Linked DNA regions of Mus musculus: all the other regions are linked to region 5. Evidence: chromatin contacts called from public HiChIP or PLAC-seq and promoter capture Hi-C data. All regions are on one chromosome and are shown on one strand. The core of a region is the stretch at or near the end of the contact, and the rest is flanking DNA. Distances in the headings are between cores, read along the strand shown.

What was found. Promoter capture Hi-C pulls out the DNA fragments that hold promoters and counts their contacts. HiChIP or PLAC-seq counts read pairs in DNA pulled down with a chosen protein or histone mark.
Region 1: an H3K27ac HiChIP or PLAC-seq map of embryonic stem cells shows a contact between it and region 5, with 4 times the contacts expected there. The contact joins the promoter of Fscn1 here to the promoter of Lfng in region 5. A contact is called at or near these places in 1 of 39 promoter capture datasets (embryonic stem cells) and 3 of 115 datasets of contacts at active chromatin or transcription factors (astrocytes, bone marrow-derived dendritic cells and embryonic stem cells).
Region 2: an H3K4me3 HiChIP or PLAC-seq map of forebrain shows a contact between it and region 5, with 5 times the contacts expected there. The contact joins the promoter of Slc29a4 here to the promoter of Lfng in region 5. A contact is called at or near these places in 1 of 39 promoter capture datasets (cranial neural crest) and 2 of 115 datasets of contacts at active chromatin or transcription factors (acute myeloid leukemia and forebrain).
Region 3: a promoter capture Hi-C map of embryonic stem cells shows a contact between it and region 5, with 6 times the contacts expected there. The contact joins the promoter of Actb here to the promoter of Lfng in region 5. A contact is called at or near these places in 2 of 39 promoter capture datasets (cranial neural crest and embryonic stem cells), 1 of 15 datasets of contacts at CTCF or cohesin (large pre-B cells), 4 of 115 datasets of contacts at active chromatin or transcription factors (astrocytes, bone marrow-derived dendritic cells, large pre-B cells and 1 more) and 2 of 9 other capture datasets (adipose tissue and liver).
Region 4: a contact with region 5 is called in a promoter capture Hi-C map of embryonic stem cells, with 4 times the contacts expected there. The contact joins the promoter of Wipi2 here to the promoter of Lfng in region 5. A contact is called at or near these places in 5 of 39 promoter capture datasets (the 3T3-L1 cell line, the SN4741 cell line, embryonic stem cells and 1 more), 1 of 484 Hi-C or Micro-C datasets (B cells) and 2 of 115 datasets of contacts at active chromatin or transcription factors (bone marrow-derived dendritic cells and embryonic stem cells).

The regions. Positions count from the first base shown.
Region 1 is chr5:142,958,954-142,961,653 of GRCm38.p6, forward strand. It overlaps Fscn1 (fascin actin-bundling protein 1), which reads left to right and starts at 1,402. Exons shown (of 5, transcript NM_007984.2): 1 at 1,402-2,327. The coding sequence starts at 1,496.
Region 2 is chr5:142,700,844-142,703,754 of GRCm38.p6, forward strand. Slc29a4 (solute carrier family 29 (nucleoside transporters), member 4) reads left to right here and starts at 1,258. Exons shown (of 11, transcript NM_146257.2): 1 at 1,258-1,448.
Region 3 is chr5:142,905,157-142,908,023 of GRCm38.p6, forward strand. Actb (actin, beta) reads right to left here and starts at 1,598. Exons shown (of 6, transcript NM_007393.5): 1 at 1,496-1,598; 2 at 408-536; 3 at 81-320. The coding sequence starts at 530.
Region 4 is chr5:142,628,067-142,630,835 of GRCm38.p6, forward strand. Wipi2 (WD repeat domain, phosphoinositide interacting 2) reads left to right here and starts at 1,518. Exons shown (of 12, transcript NM_178398.4): 1 at 1,518-1,766. The coding sequence starts at 1,693.
Region 5 is chr5:140,606,064-140,608,763 of GRCm38.p6, forward strand. Lfng (LFNG O-fucosylpeptide 3-beta-N-acetylglucosaminyltransferase) reads left to right here and starts at 1,278. Exons shown (of 8, transcript NM_008494.3): 1 at 1,278-1,781. The coding sequence starts at 1,353.

The sequences.
Region 1 (2,700 bases), core at 152-2,651, 2.4 Mb after region 5:
CCCTGCTTCTCAAGTTCTGGAATTACAAGTGTGACTCACTGTACCCAGGAATATGTGTCTTTATTACAGAGGAAGGAGAGCTCAGAGAGTGAGAGTAACCTGTGCAAAGTCCCACAGCAGGAGAGGATGGCTGGCTATCGGCCGCGAACTTGGTGACCTTTCCTGTGACCTCTAAGGGAGGAACTAGATGTCCCAGCAAGGATTCTAGGGACTTGTCAGGACTGACCTTTGATGATGGGAAAGCCATGCCATCTCCCCTTCCCCTTTGATGGTCGCTGGAGGGGTTTGCCTGGGACAGAGATGCGTTTGGACACAGATCACCGTGAAGACTGGTCAGTTTCAGTACCCTGCCCAGCCTGTGGCTGGGAAGGGCCAGGGGCCCAGATCTTGTGGGCAGCCTGGGGTAGGGCCAGCATTCCAGGGGCCTGCCTGGCATGTGGGGAATGTCCCAGGAGAAGTCTCAGTCCTCCAGAAACTCAAAGGGAAGTGTTCTTACGTGGGGTGGTGTGTGGTGGGAGGTGGGAGGTGGTGTTTGTGGGAATGTCCCTCTGGTCTGGAACCCTGAGGGGCTGCAGTTAGGAGGTACATTGGGGCTGTGCCATTCTAGGGAGCTGACCTGCTTTTCTGATGTCTTCATAAACAGAGACCACTATTCCTGCCTTACCTACCCTGCTTCCTGGTAGACCAGCACCCCGGGGCTTGAGCATCACCACAGTAGGGACTTTTGTGGGCCACTGACTTGGGCCACAGTTACCACAATTTATTTAGAGTCAGCAAGGTGGCTGTACTCTATGCTGACCCGGGAATAGAAATCTCGGTTTCTGCTCAGGAGGCCCAGGCTACAAGGCCTTGAAAAACCCTGAGGCGGGCGGGGCAGGTAGGGCTCTGCATGCGCCTCTCTAGAAATTAACCTCCTTTCTACCCCAGACCCTTCTGGCGTCTCTGGCTTCTTCAAGGACCGGCTCTAAGGCTACTTCCTGGTACACCCTGGACCCTCCCTCCATCCTGAAGGGATCATTATCTTAAACCTGGTCCTTCCCATCGACTGGGTTTGGGGGTAGGGGTGTTTCAGGATGGCCTCAGAGAGCAGGAGAAAGTTGGAGATCAGCCAACTACTGCAGAGCACGACTGTGGAGGAACAGTTAAATGGACTAGCAAACACGAACGGGCCAGAGGCAGAAGGACTGCTATGAGTTCGAGTCCAGCCTGAGCCACACAGATACTTCAAGCCTAGTCTGAGTTACAGAGTGAAACCCGGTCTTAAACCCCAGAAAAACACTCCGGGGAAGCGCAGGGGACCGGGCGCGCGCTGCAGAGCCCCCTCCCCGGCAGGCCCGGGTAGGGGCGTGGCCACGGTGACGTCATCCTCCTATAAAACCCTGGGCGCCGCCGGGCTGGCTTTGTGGAGAACTGCAGCGGGCTAAGCCGTGTTGAACAAAGGAGGTCGGGCACAGCTATCCAAGCTCCCGGGGCCACCGGGCCGCCCTCCGCCACCATGACCGCCAACGGCACGGCAGAGGCTGTGCAGATTCAGTTCGGGCTCATCAGCTGCGGCAACAAGTACCTGACAGCCGAGGCGTTCGGGTTCAAGGTGAACGCATCCGCTAGTAGCTTGAAAAAGAAGCAGATCTGGACGCTGGAGCAACCTCCCGATGAGGCGGGCAGCGCGGCCGTGTGTCTGCGCAGCCACCTGGGTCGCTACCTGGCCGCCGACAAGGACGGCAACGTGACCTGCGAGCGCGAGGTGCCCGACGGCGACTGCCGCTTTCTCGTCGTGGCGCACGACGACGGCCGCTGGTCGCTGCAGTCCGAGGCTCACCGGCGCTACTTTGGCGGCACCGAGGACCGCCTGTCCTGCTTCGCGCAGAGCGTGTCGCCGGCCGAGAAGTGGAGCGTGCACATCGCCATGCACCCGCAGGTTAACATCTACAGCGTTACCCGCAAGCGCTACGCGCATCTGAGCGCGCGGCCGGCCGACGAGATCGCGGTAGACCGCGACGTGCCTTGGGGCGTCGACTCGCTCATCACCTTGGCCTTCCAGGACCAACGCTACAGTGTGCAGACGTCCGACCACCGCTTCCTGCGCCACGACGGGCGCCTTGTGGCACGGCCGGAGCCCGCCACGGGCTTCACGCTGGAGTTCCGCTCCGGCAAGGTGGCCTTTCGCGACTGCGAAGGTCGCTACCTGGCTCCGTCCGGGCCCAGCGGCACCCTCAAGGCTGGCAAGGCCACCAAGGTGGGCAAAGATGAGCTCTTCGCCCTGGAACAGAGCTGCGCTCAGGTGGTGCTGCAGGCGGCCAACGAGAGGAACGTGTCCACGCGCCAGGGTGAGTTGGGGACATGTCCCCTCCCTTGGGTCCTGACCCAGTGCACAAAAGCATCTCTGCACTCCTTCTATTTCCCTATTTCCTCCTGGGCTCCCTTTAGGCTCACAGGCCTCTGGGCTCCGCCATGAGGAGGTGGGCTTCTATTTTGAAAGATCTGATCTCACCAGATAGCCTTGGCTATCCTGGAACTCGCTATGTAGACTGGGCTGGCCCCGAACTCGCAGAAATCTTCCTTCCTGTCTCTTGTGCTGGGAATAAAGGCATGTACCACCCCTCTGTTCAGGACGTAGGCTTCTTCTGCTGGGAGAAGGTGACGTGGGGAAGTGGGTAAGGCCTAACACATTCTAAAGCAATACTGTCCACCACCACCCCC
Region 2 (2,911 bases), core at 8-2,507, 2.1 Mb after region 5:
CCTCGGTCCTGAAGACTCCTGGCCCCCATTAACAGGTCCCAGTTTGTAAGGACTTAGGGTACTGTTCCCACTTAATTCCTGGTCTTATCTTTATGGCCCCCATGGGGCATGTGGCCAGGACCAGGGTCAGAATAGGCCCTACTGAAGCAATCAGTGCCAGCCCCAGATTGTCGCAGATCACCTAGAGCTCCAGGAGACTAAGCCTGGCAAGAATCGTGAAGGGACTGAGAAGTGAGGACGGCCAGCTAAGACACCAAACCTTCCTGTATGCTAGACTGTCAGATACTGTAACCTGAGAGTGGAGAGAAGTGGGCAAAGACAAGTGGAGTGTGAATGGGTAGAGGCAGCGCTTATGCTGAAAGCCACGGTCCAGCATAGGATGAGTCCACGCCGTCGGGGAGTGGTAGTGTGGGGGAAACAAGCATGGGAGTGGGAGGCGGGGCAGAGAGGCAGGGCTGGTGTGAAGGCTGTGGGAGGGGCCATGGGGGCGTGGCACAGGGAAGTGATGGGGCGGAGCTAGCAGGTAGTGAATAAGAAGTCATGTATGAGGGCTAGAGGTGAGGCCAGGTAGGTGGGACGAAGTGGGCCCAGAGGAGGAGAGTGGAGCATGTGGGAATAATGGGGGTGGAACTAGGCAAATGAAGTAGGAGCAGGGGAAGAGGGGGATGGAAGAAGGGCCCAGCACGCATCAAGGGAAGCGGGGAAGGAATAGGGGTGAAGAAAGAATAGAGGTGAGGCTAGGGCCAGCGGAGAGGAAGGCAGGGAAAGGGGGCAGGCTCTGTGGTCTGGGTTGGGGCTGGCTAAGGGCACAGAAGGAACGAGGGTGAAGACAGCAAAGAGGCTTGGGGGCATTAGAGTGGGCAGTTCAGAGGCGGAGCCAGAGGCGGGGTCATATAGAGTGAGTGGAGCATAGGTAAAGAAAATGGGGCGGGGAATATGGTAAAGACTGGGTAGGGCCAGGGGCGGAGAGCGCAGGTAGAGATTGGGCGGAGTGTATAGGAGAGAAAGAGGGGTTTAGGGGCGGATTTATACAGAGTGGATGTAGCGTGGGCAGGGAGACTGGGAGACTGAGTGGCCGTAGGCCCCACTGGAGGCCGGACCTGGGTGGAGCCCTGTGGAGTGGGCGGGGTGTGAGGGGCGGGGCCACGAGGGTGGGCGGGGCATCTGGATGGTGAAAAGTGTGGTTGGAGGCGGGACTTGGGCGGAGTCACGCGGTGGGCGGAGCTAGGAGGGCGGAGCTAGGAGGGCGGGCGGGGCGTGGGCCGGGCTAGCTCGCTGCAGCTGCTGCGCCCCCAGCACGCGCTCACGGACCCGGGCCCGCGGACCGGGACACCGAGCAGGACGCCCGCCGCGCCCGGTCCCAAGCCTCGAGAAGCGGGGCACAGCGCAAAGGGTCCGGGCGCGGGCGGCAGGCAGGCAGCGAGGATCCCAGCCTGGGGCCGCCCGAGGTGAGTGTCGCCACGGAGGTGGCAGGGAGACGCCGGCGGGGACCTGTCGGAGCCTTTGTCTGCGGCGCGCGGCCCCAGTCGCGCCGCCTCTCCCTTCCGCCCTCCCAGGCACCGGATGGTTGCCGCACCCCTTGTCCGGGGAGGATGGGTACCCTCGCACAGTGCAAGATCCCCTGCATCCGAGCTGCGAGGGCGGGACGCAGGCTCTAGAAGGGGACAGACGCGGGTGGCCTTGGCCGAGCCGGATCACGGCATTATGTCCTCCCTTGGTCACACCTCAGGGGACCTTGCACCTGAAGTTCCTTCCGGACCCATCTCCTTCCATCACGCCCTTCTGCCCAGCCAGCTTCCTTCTAGTTTTGAAAAAGGTTATGACAGAGGCGGGGCCTGGGCACTGGGTCACGACCTCCGAGTTGCCCCTGAAGTCTCTCTTTGCTGGTGGCCCTGTGGGCCGGGGTCCAAGTTTGATACTGCTAGTGCTTCCTGCGGAAGAAACATCAAGGTCTGCTAGTGTCCGGACTGTGCAGGAACCTAAAGCATGGAGAGAGATGGGCCTGGGCTACCCCTCTGCCCTGCGGGCATCCCAGGCCTTGACCAGTCTGTGGCATTGATGTTACAGTCATCTGTCCCCTGGCACTCAGAGGAGCTGCCCAAAGTAGCTCAAAACCCACAATCCTGCAGCGGGGAGTGGAGCCTTAGGATGCTGAGGGAGACTCCCTAAACAACGTCTGGGCACGGGACAGGGGCATCCAAGGGCATCTTAGTAAACAAGACTTGTGGCTGGAGCCAGAAGTTCAAGGCCCGAGGAGGTTGAGCAGGCTGGCTTTCCAAGTGAAATGTAATTTTTCTGCCTCTTCTGCCGACTGCACATGTGGGGCAAGCAGCCTGAGAGACAATCCCTACAGCATCTGAGAGAGGCCAGTGGTGGTCAGCCGGGTCAGGGTTCAGTTAGAGCTGTCTGGCTGTGGGTTTGGCCCTCCTCTGCCTTTTTGGTTATCTCTTCTTCAGACTGGTGTTGTGTGCCTAGTTTTACAGGACTACTGAGAGCTCGGAGCCCTCTTTGACCCACAGGGTACTTAGGGGTGGCTTGCATCACTATTAAAACGCCAAGTGTGCGTAGCTAAATTTTTCCTAGCAACCACCCAGTCCCTCTTTGTGAAGTACTCTCTCACCCTCTAGGTGGGTGTTTGGTGCCAAGGATGGTCTGAAAACTAAATAAATGTCCTGTATCATCCACAATGCTTTCGTGACAAGCACTGAGGGGTCCGAAGTCAGGAGCATGGAGAAGAGCTTCCCTTCCAATGTCTATCTGTATGCCCTTGAATTTTAATTAAAGTGGATGTAGGAGAGGAGGGACCTGAGACCCTGGATGTTGCATGTTGGGGGCTGGGAAAGGAGAGAGATGAAAGCCATGGGGACAGTGTAGGTGGCAGCTGCCCGCCACGCTGACTGAGCCAGAGCAA
Region 3 (2,867 bases), core at 348-2,847, 2.3 Mb after region 5:
GAGAACGGCAGAAGAAAGACAATTGAGAAAGGGCGTGGCTGAGAAGCTGGCCAAAGAGAAGGGTTACCCGGGATACTGACCTGGGTCATCTTTTCACGGTTGGCCTTAGGGTTCAGGGGGGCCTCGGTGAGCAGCACAGGGTGCTCCTCAGGGGCCACACGCAGCTCATTGTAGAAGGTGTGGTGCCAGATCTTCTCCATGTCGTCCCAGTTGGTAACAATGCCATGTTCAATGGGGTACTTCAGGGTCAGGATACCTCTCTTGCTCTGGGCCTCGTCACCCACATAGGAGTCCTTCTGACCCATTCCCACCATCACACCCTGTGGAAGGGAACAGCCTTCTTAGCACCGGCATCGATCCCCAAGAAAACCCCAGGCTTGCCACTCCCAAAGTAACAGGTCACTTACCTGGTGCCTAGGGCGGCCCACGATGGAGGGGAATACAGCCCGGGGAGCATCGTCGCCCGCGAAGCCGGCTTTGCACATGCCGGAGCCGTTGTCGACGACCAGCGCAGCGATATCGTCATCCATGGCGAACTATCAAGACACAAAAGAAGGCTATAGTCACCTCGGGGCCGCCAAGAGCAGCCGCTGCCGCCCTGCCCACTTCCGGCAAGCCGCGGGCTCGAGCCGCCAGGGGGCGCGCGCCCAAGCTCAGGGGACAAAGGAAGCGCAGACCGGCCGCATTATTACCATAAAAGGCAAACGCTGGCCCGGAGGCGGACCTAGGGCAGGAAGCCAGACCTCCGCCCCCTCCCCAAACGGGCGCAAGCTCCGCCTACACTGCGCCGACGGGCGGCTTGTGCGCGCGCGGGAGGCGACCACACCCAGCAGGAAGCGCAAACAAGGCGCCCGTGCCACTGTGACCCCGCCCCTTCCGGACAACGGCCCCGCCCTCGCCCAACCCCGGGCAGCCGCGCTCCCAGCCTCAATACGCACGCGCAGCTAACTAGGAAGAGGGGGAGAGGAAGAGCTCCCTCCCTAGCGCACACGCGCCTCGATGCCCAGTGATAGAGAGCGCACGCGCAGTGGCATCCCAGCCCCCACCCGGCCGAGCCGGCCCTGCCGCGCCCGCCCGCCCGCCCGCCCGCCCGGCAAGCCGAATAGGCAAACCGGTTTGGACAAAGACCCAGAGGCCATTGAGGCGTGATCGTAGCGTCTGGTTCCCAATACTGTGTACTCTCAAGATGGACCTAATACGGCTTTTAACACCCGCAAGCCGCACCGGCTCATCAAATGCCCACACCGCGACCCTAGTGTGTCCCCAAGCCCCACGCACCGAGCGGGAGCGGGCCCACGAGTGTCTACACCGCGGGAATGTGGCTGCAAAGAGTCTACACGCTAGGCGTAAAGTTGGCTGTGCCAGTGTCCGCTCCGCGGCCCGGCACCACCCTCCACCCGCCCATGGTGTCCGTTCTGAGTGATCCTCAGGACCCTGCAGTGAGGTACTAGCCACGAGAGAGCGAAGGCCCGCTGGGCCCGGCGTCCCTGCTTACCTGGTGGCGGGTGTGGACCGGCAACGAAGGAGCTGCAAAGAAGCTGTGCTCGCGGGTGGACGCGACTCGACAGTGGCTGCGCGTTGCGCCGCCGGGTTTTATAGGACGCCACAGCGGCCACTCGAGCCATAAAAGGCAACTTTCGGAACGGCGGGCGCTGATTGGCTCCGCGTCGCTCACTCACCGGCCTCGCCGCACAGTGCAGCATTTTTTTACCCCCTCTCCCCTCCTTTTGAAAAAAAAAAAAAAAAAGAAGAAGAAAAAAAAAAAAAGCGAGAGAGAAAGCGAGATTGAGGAAGAGGATGAAGAGTTTTGGCGATGGGTGCTGGCTCCGTAGGCCCAGATGTACAGGAATAGCCTCCGCCCTTGTGGACACTGCCCCATTCAATGTCTCGGTTACTAGGCCTGCATTCTGGGGGTCACCCAACCACCCCAGGACCCTCTGGGTGTGGATGTCACGTGGATATCGAGCACTTAAGTGGATGAGGGTCAGCATCGAGGCCCGGACCCTATTTGTGTGGCCTCTTGTTTGAGGGACACGCGGGGCCTGGATTGAATGGACAGAGAGTCACTCCCCCTTGCTAGCAATTGCTAGCAATAGCCGGAAAGCCAGATCCGGGGGGGCCCCTTCTGCTGTGGTTCTAATTTGCTAGGTGTGTTGGGGTTCAACTTGGAAGCAGAACTCTGGTTGGAGAGGTTTTCATGGATCTTGACCTCTTAGAGACTCAAGGCCATCCTATCCCAAGCATAGGGCGAGCCCCAGTGGTCCAATAACTGGAGGTGTTGCAAGAAGATGCCTCCAGATATCCCCTGCCCCGGATCTAGAAAGGAACTGTGCTCAATAGAACAAACAAAACTTCTCATGGAGTCAGGCACTTTTGGAGAACTGCCTGATCACACCCAGGCAAGACTAAGCCTGGGCCGTTAGCTAGTGTCTCTGGGTGACTGCCAGACATCGCTGGGCTGGGGCCCACCATCTATCCTCTATTTATTATGTGCAGCCACAGCTGAGTTGTGCACTAGTCCATCTGCCAGCCGTGGGGATTCTGGGAGTGACAAGCTGCTCAGGGAAAAGTTGGTGGTCACCGGAGCCCCAAATCCTCCAGAGAGAAGCAGCCCCTGTCCCCCTCACCTAAGTACCAGTGTTCTACTTAGCAAGCCAGCTATTTGGCTGAGAGCTACACACGGGGTCAGGGTTGAGGGCCGGATCCCTCAGCTTAGCTTAGAAGGACACGCACCTTCTGGGAGAGTGTGACAGAAAGCTGGATTTAGGCAAGAAGGGTGCTTCAGGTGAGATGCTCTGGGCCTGCCGTGCCTCAGTGCATGCATAGGTAGGTGTTCACTGGCTCACAAAGTGTAGGTGTTGAAACCA
Region 4 (2,769 bases), core at 268-2,767, 2.0 Mb after region 5:
TGATCAAGGACCACTGTAGAAGAGTCTGAAAGACTATAAGAGCCAGAGGCACTGGATACTGTCAAGGAAATGGTGTTTTCTGGACTAGCAGGGCAGCTACACACATGAACTCACAGTGGAATATACCAGACCTGTGCAAGCTAAGCCAGGCAAGATGTATGTATAAGAGAGATGGGCATGAAGCCTCACACCTAGCTAAGCTGTTGTTAACTGGTAGCTGCTGGGAACGGGGAATCAATTTCCTTCAAGGGTATGTATGATCTCCGATAGGTCTTCCAGTGGAAGACCATATCCAAAACTATATAGGCAACACAAAATGGAATTGGTGGGTTTAAAAAAGAAAGACTGAAAAAAAAAAAGACATAAAGTTGGGTGGGTAGGGAAGAAGAGTGGATCTGGGTGGTGGTGAGGTTGAATATGATCAAAATGCTTTGCATGAAATTCTTAAAGAATTCATTAAAAAAAAAAAAAAGAAAAGCTGGGAATCGTAGCACATTTAATTCCAGCACCAGAGGGCAGAGGACGGAGGGCAGATGGCCGAGGGCAGTATATTTCTATGCATTGAAGATTAAGATGGTGAGTTCCAGAAGAGCCAAGGTCTCCAAAGGCTAAAGCAAACCATTTTAAAGGCTACTTTAAACAAGCGTGGTGGTGCAGCTCCATAATCTTTTAAGAGGTAAAGGCAGGAAGACCGGGAATTCAAGGTCAACCTCAGCTACAGAGTCCAAAGCTAGCCTAAGATAGATGAGCCCCGATCCAAAGACAACAAACAAAACAAAAACACGAAACAGGAAGGGTGGGAAAGTGTGCGCCATCTTTTCCTCAACAACTTTGCCATCTTTGCCCCTCTGGCTGTACTAACAAAGTTCGACTTTGCTCCCCGCTTAACTGTCCTCAAGGACAGCACACTGCTCTTGGGAACTACCAGCCTCTTGCCTAGAGGTTCAGTTCTAACAGCACAGAACAAGTCTCTCTCTTCTCCAGGACCTTCGCCACCAGAACATTTCTATCTCCTTGAAGGGAAGAAGAGAAAGGAAAGAAGGGAAGCAGCGGGAAGGAGAGAAAGGTGCTTCCCATAGACTGTTGCACGGACCAATACATTTAAAGTAGAATCCTGTCCCAAGGACCGTGACCGCACGCGCCTTTCCAGTCTCAGACCCAACATTTGGCAAATCGTTTGCAGTTCTGCGCCTCGCTTTTCAAATCTGCAAAACGGACGTGCGACATTCTCTTCGAGCAACGCGGTGCGCCAAAGTTCCTAGAACAATGATCAACGACTCAGGACCAACGAGGTAACTCGCCGTTCTCAGACAGCAAGCCCCCGCCCACTCTCCGCCACGCGCAGGCGCACCCACCAGCGCACCTTTATGCATGCGCAGTCGACCGGAAACACCCGCGGATGCCTGCGGCGAAGAGGCGGGGCCTACGCAGCGGGCCTGCGCGGAACGCCGCCGTGCGACGCGAGGGTGGGCGGGACCGCGCAAGCGCGCAGCCCGTCCCGGCTCTGGAGCATAAACAAGAGTGGGGACGGGATGAGGCGGCAGTTGGTCCCCGCGCAGCGAGAGGCGGCGAGCGGGGCGACCTGCCGGACCGGACGTCGATCCTGAGTGTAGCGTGCTCCCGCGGGCCGCCCGAGTCGAGCTGCGCGCGCTCCCGCCAAGGGGGGTCCGAGGCCGTCGCGCGCTCGCAGCCATGAACCTGGCGAGCCAGAGCGGAGAGGCCGGCGCCGGCCAGCTGCTGTTCGCCAACTTCAACCAGGATAACACGTAAGGCCGGGCGCGGACGCGGGGCCGGGGCAGAGACCAGGGCTGGTCAGGTTGAGGGGTATGGGCGGGGGGCGTGCTGAGCCCGCGCGGCCGCTCGAGCGCTGCTGCCTCCTGGGCCGGGGGAGGTGATGGAACTCGGGGTGCCCCCATCCACCTGTCCTGAGACCTGGCCTTTCGCAAAGTTAGGAAGGAACTGTGCACGCCGGTTTGCGCCTGTCACCCGGACTCGGTTTTGCGGCCATCCTGGGCATCGCCCGCCTCCCCCTTTCTATACATCTGTATCCTCACTGCTTCTGTCGCTTTTCATGGCTTTTCTTTTTCTGTTTGCTTATTTCTTCTCTGCCGACCTTTCTGGCAAGTAACTTTGGTCTCCTCCAAAAAAGGACCAAACGGCAGTAGTAATCCAGGCCTTCGATCTGAGACTTTATCCTCAAGGGGTCTGGGAGCTTCAAAAGGGGGTGAGGTGGGCTATTCCTGGGGTAAAAAAGAACCTTCGTACCGGTCCACTGTTTTACCGGACTGAACTCCTGTAGTTCCCCATCTGGTTCTTCAAGGCTGCCTCGTTGGCATACCTGGAAGGTAGGTAATAGATGAGGTTTCTGATGAAGGATGGATGAGTTATGGGACTGGAAGGGAGAAGAGCCATCTTGGGAAGTGAGTAAGAGGAAGTGATGTAAGAGGAGGAGGAATGGGTCACTTGGCATCACACTAAGTAGTTGGTCGCTACTGGCACAATAGCATTAGCAAGGCAGGGACTGAGGCTTTTGTTTTTCCTCACTTAAAAGTTAGATTGGAGAATGGCAAGTACCTGTGTGGAGGGAGGTGCAACAGGTGCTCAGTTGGACCTTTAGACGAGCTCAAGAAGGAGGTGCTGTCCTGAAATTGGGACCAGCCACAAATGAGACTGTGAAGTTCAGAAAGGGCTAGAGTCTGTCAGGATCTTAAAGTTGGCTAATAGTGGGATGGGGCAGGCTTGGGTTCTCATCCCCTGAGGTTGCTCTCC
Region 5 (2,700 bases), core at 28-2,527:
CAACATATTGTTGGTTCTTTCTGACCATGTGGGTCCTGGGAAATAAACTCAAATCTGCCTAGGTGACAGTTGCGTTTGCCCACTGAACCATCTGGCCAGCCCCTGCAGTAAGTCTTTACCTGATCCAGCCTGATGCCTTCTTTTAACCTCCAAGAGAGGGACGGACATTAAGAAGAGTGTAGTAGAGAAATAATTAGAAATGATACTCCGGTCTAAAATATAAACGCTAGGGAGTCGGCGACAGAAGGAACAGCAGTTTATCCGTGGTGGCAGGGTGGGCTCAGACTTCCTTTGAAGGGGGACGCGGAAACTGAAGCCAACCAGACCCAGGGGCAGCCAGGCGGAGAGCCGCCCCCAGCTGCGCTCCCGGAAGATGCAGCAGGCTCGGGCTCGGACCCTGCTCCCACTCCAGGGGACCCTTGGCCATTTCCGGACCCGTAGCCTCTCACCCTACCATTAGGCGCACATTCCTGCCGCCCCCGCTCGTGCTAGGCGCAGGCAAGGCCCCCGCCCGTGGGAAGGGGGCCGTGTGCCGGGGAGGCGGGTCTGGGATGGCGCACAGCTGGGTCACATCTGGTAGGAGTGCGGAGGAACCAAATGGAACAGAAGGTAGCCTTTCATCCTTCGAGGAAAGAGGCTGCTTGAGTGTCTCCTCGCTACGGGGTGCCTGAGGTTTTTGGGGACCAACCCTCCCCATTTAGGAACATGATGCCAAGACAGGCCTGCCTGGGGGAGGAGGGAAGGATGGACCGACGGAGGGACGTAGAATTTTGTCACTGATACCCTTTTGCCTGAACTTCAGGTCCACTCCTAAGACATAAGTATCAGTAAGGGCAGCTCAAAATTAATCGCTCAGGACACACTGCAGGCTACCACTTTGGCTCAGTCAGCACCGTTCCCCAGGGAAGGAAACCCGCTCGGGGACAGGAAATGCACAGCGAGAAGCCAAGGATGTCGCCCGCGGAGGAGCACTGGCCCTATCACCCAGGTCCCAGCTTCGGGGGCGCGTCCTCCACGTGCAGCCGTGGCGGGCGTTGGTCAGGCTGGGTGTCTCCCAGAGCAGCTCCGGAGGGTGACTCGGCGCAGGCGGGACAGGCTCGTGCACAAAGGGGGCGGGTGCCGTGGGTACCCCAGCTGGGTGGTTCCCAGCCCCTTGTCCGTATCCCACGTGGGAAGGAGAGATCTCCCTAAAGGTTACGCCCCAAGGCTAGCAGCCAATTAGCGCGTGGAGGCGTGGCGGGCAGGGGAGGTTTAAGAGTTCCTGAAGCGAGAGGCGCGCAGCTGGACCGGGAGCCTCGGGCAGCCGGACCAGTTGGCACTGGGATAGATATTACGTGCGGCCGCCGGCCACCATGCTCCAGCGGTGCGGCCGGCGCCTGCTGCTGGCGCTGGTGGGCGCGCTGTTGGCTTGTCTCCTGGTGCTCACGGCCGACCCGCCACCGACTCCGATGCCCGCTGAGCGCGGACGGCGCGCGCTGCGTAGCCTGGCGGGCTCCTCTGGAGGAGCTCCGGCTTCAGGGTCCAGGGCGGCTGTGGATCCCGGAGTCCTCACCCGCGAGGTGCATAGCCTCTCCGAGTACTTCAGTCTACTCACCCGCGCGCGCAGAGACGCGGATCCACCGCCCGGGGTCGCTTCTCGCCAGGGCGACGGCCATCCGCGTCCCCCCGCCGAAGTTCTGTCCCCTCGCGACGTCTTCATCGCCGTCAAGACCACCAGAAAGTTTCACCGCGCGCGGCTCGATCTGCTGTTCGAGACCTGGATCTCGCGCCACAAGGAGATGGTGAGACCCAGCGCGGCCTGGGCAGGGGGATGAAGTGGGGATCACCCTCTGGTCCAACTGGTGACTGACGATAGCGGTTCCCGATGCGTTAATTGCTTTGGGTCTATCTGGGAAACGATGACACTGATAAATCCCATTACAGCCCCGTGTGGCTGCTGGGGTTCACTTTGCCTTACTACCCTGGAAGCTTCCTTCCGTGTTGCCCAGGGTCACCCCAGCCACATGCTCTGTGTCTGGATGAGTCGCCTCCAGCTTAGGGCTGGCTCTGTAACGCTTCTCCTAAACACTGGAGTGAATGGCCATATTTGTTCCTAAACTTTTTCGAGCAAATTGGCTCAGTTCCATCCTGGGTCCCCTTCACTCCCCTTCCTTCTTCCTGGGTGGAAGGTACGCCCCCTTGAAAGGGAGGGAGGAAAAGGCATAGCACACCCCTGGACCAGGCAAAGTGAAAGAAATGGGTGCTAGTTCTCCAGACTTGCTCAGAACCCTGACTTCAGTAGCTCAGCTCCCCCACCTCCTGTTAGACCAACTTCATACACATAATAAAAAGACACACCCCACTTTGAAAATCTCCCTGGAGGCTACAACAGGACCGTTGGGGCGGGAGAGCAGAGTGCACTGCGTGTGTGTGTGTGTGTGTGTGTGTGTGTGTGTGTGTGTGTGTGTGTGTGTGTAGGGGTGGGGGTAGATATTTGGTGTGAAGACTAAGACTCACTTTCCTTCCTGACCCAGCCCCAGTGAGACTTCGCTTTAGGACAGTGGAGGTTAAGAGGACAGGCTCCTATCTAGTCTTGGTCAAAGAGGGGCCCTGAGAACCCCACCGTAGCCTCCTGAGAATGAGGCGTCCCTTTCCCAGGGGCTCAGCAGGCCTTCGGGAGGGGGCAGCGGGGGGCCATGGGTTTTGTTTGGCTGTGGTGCC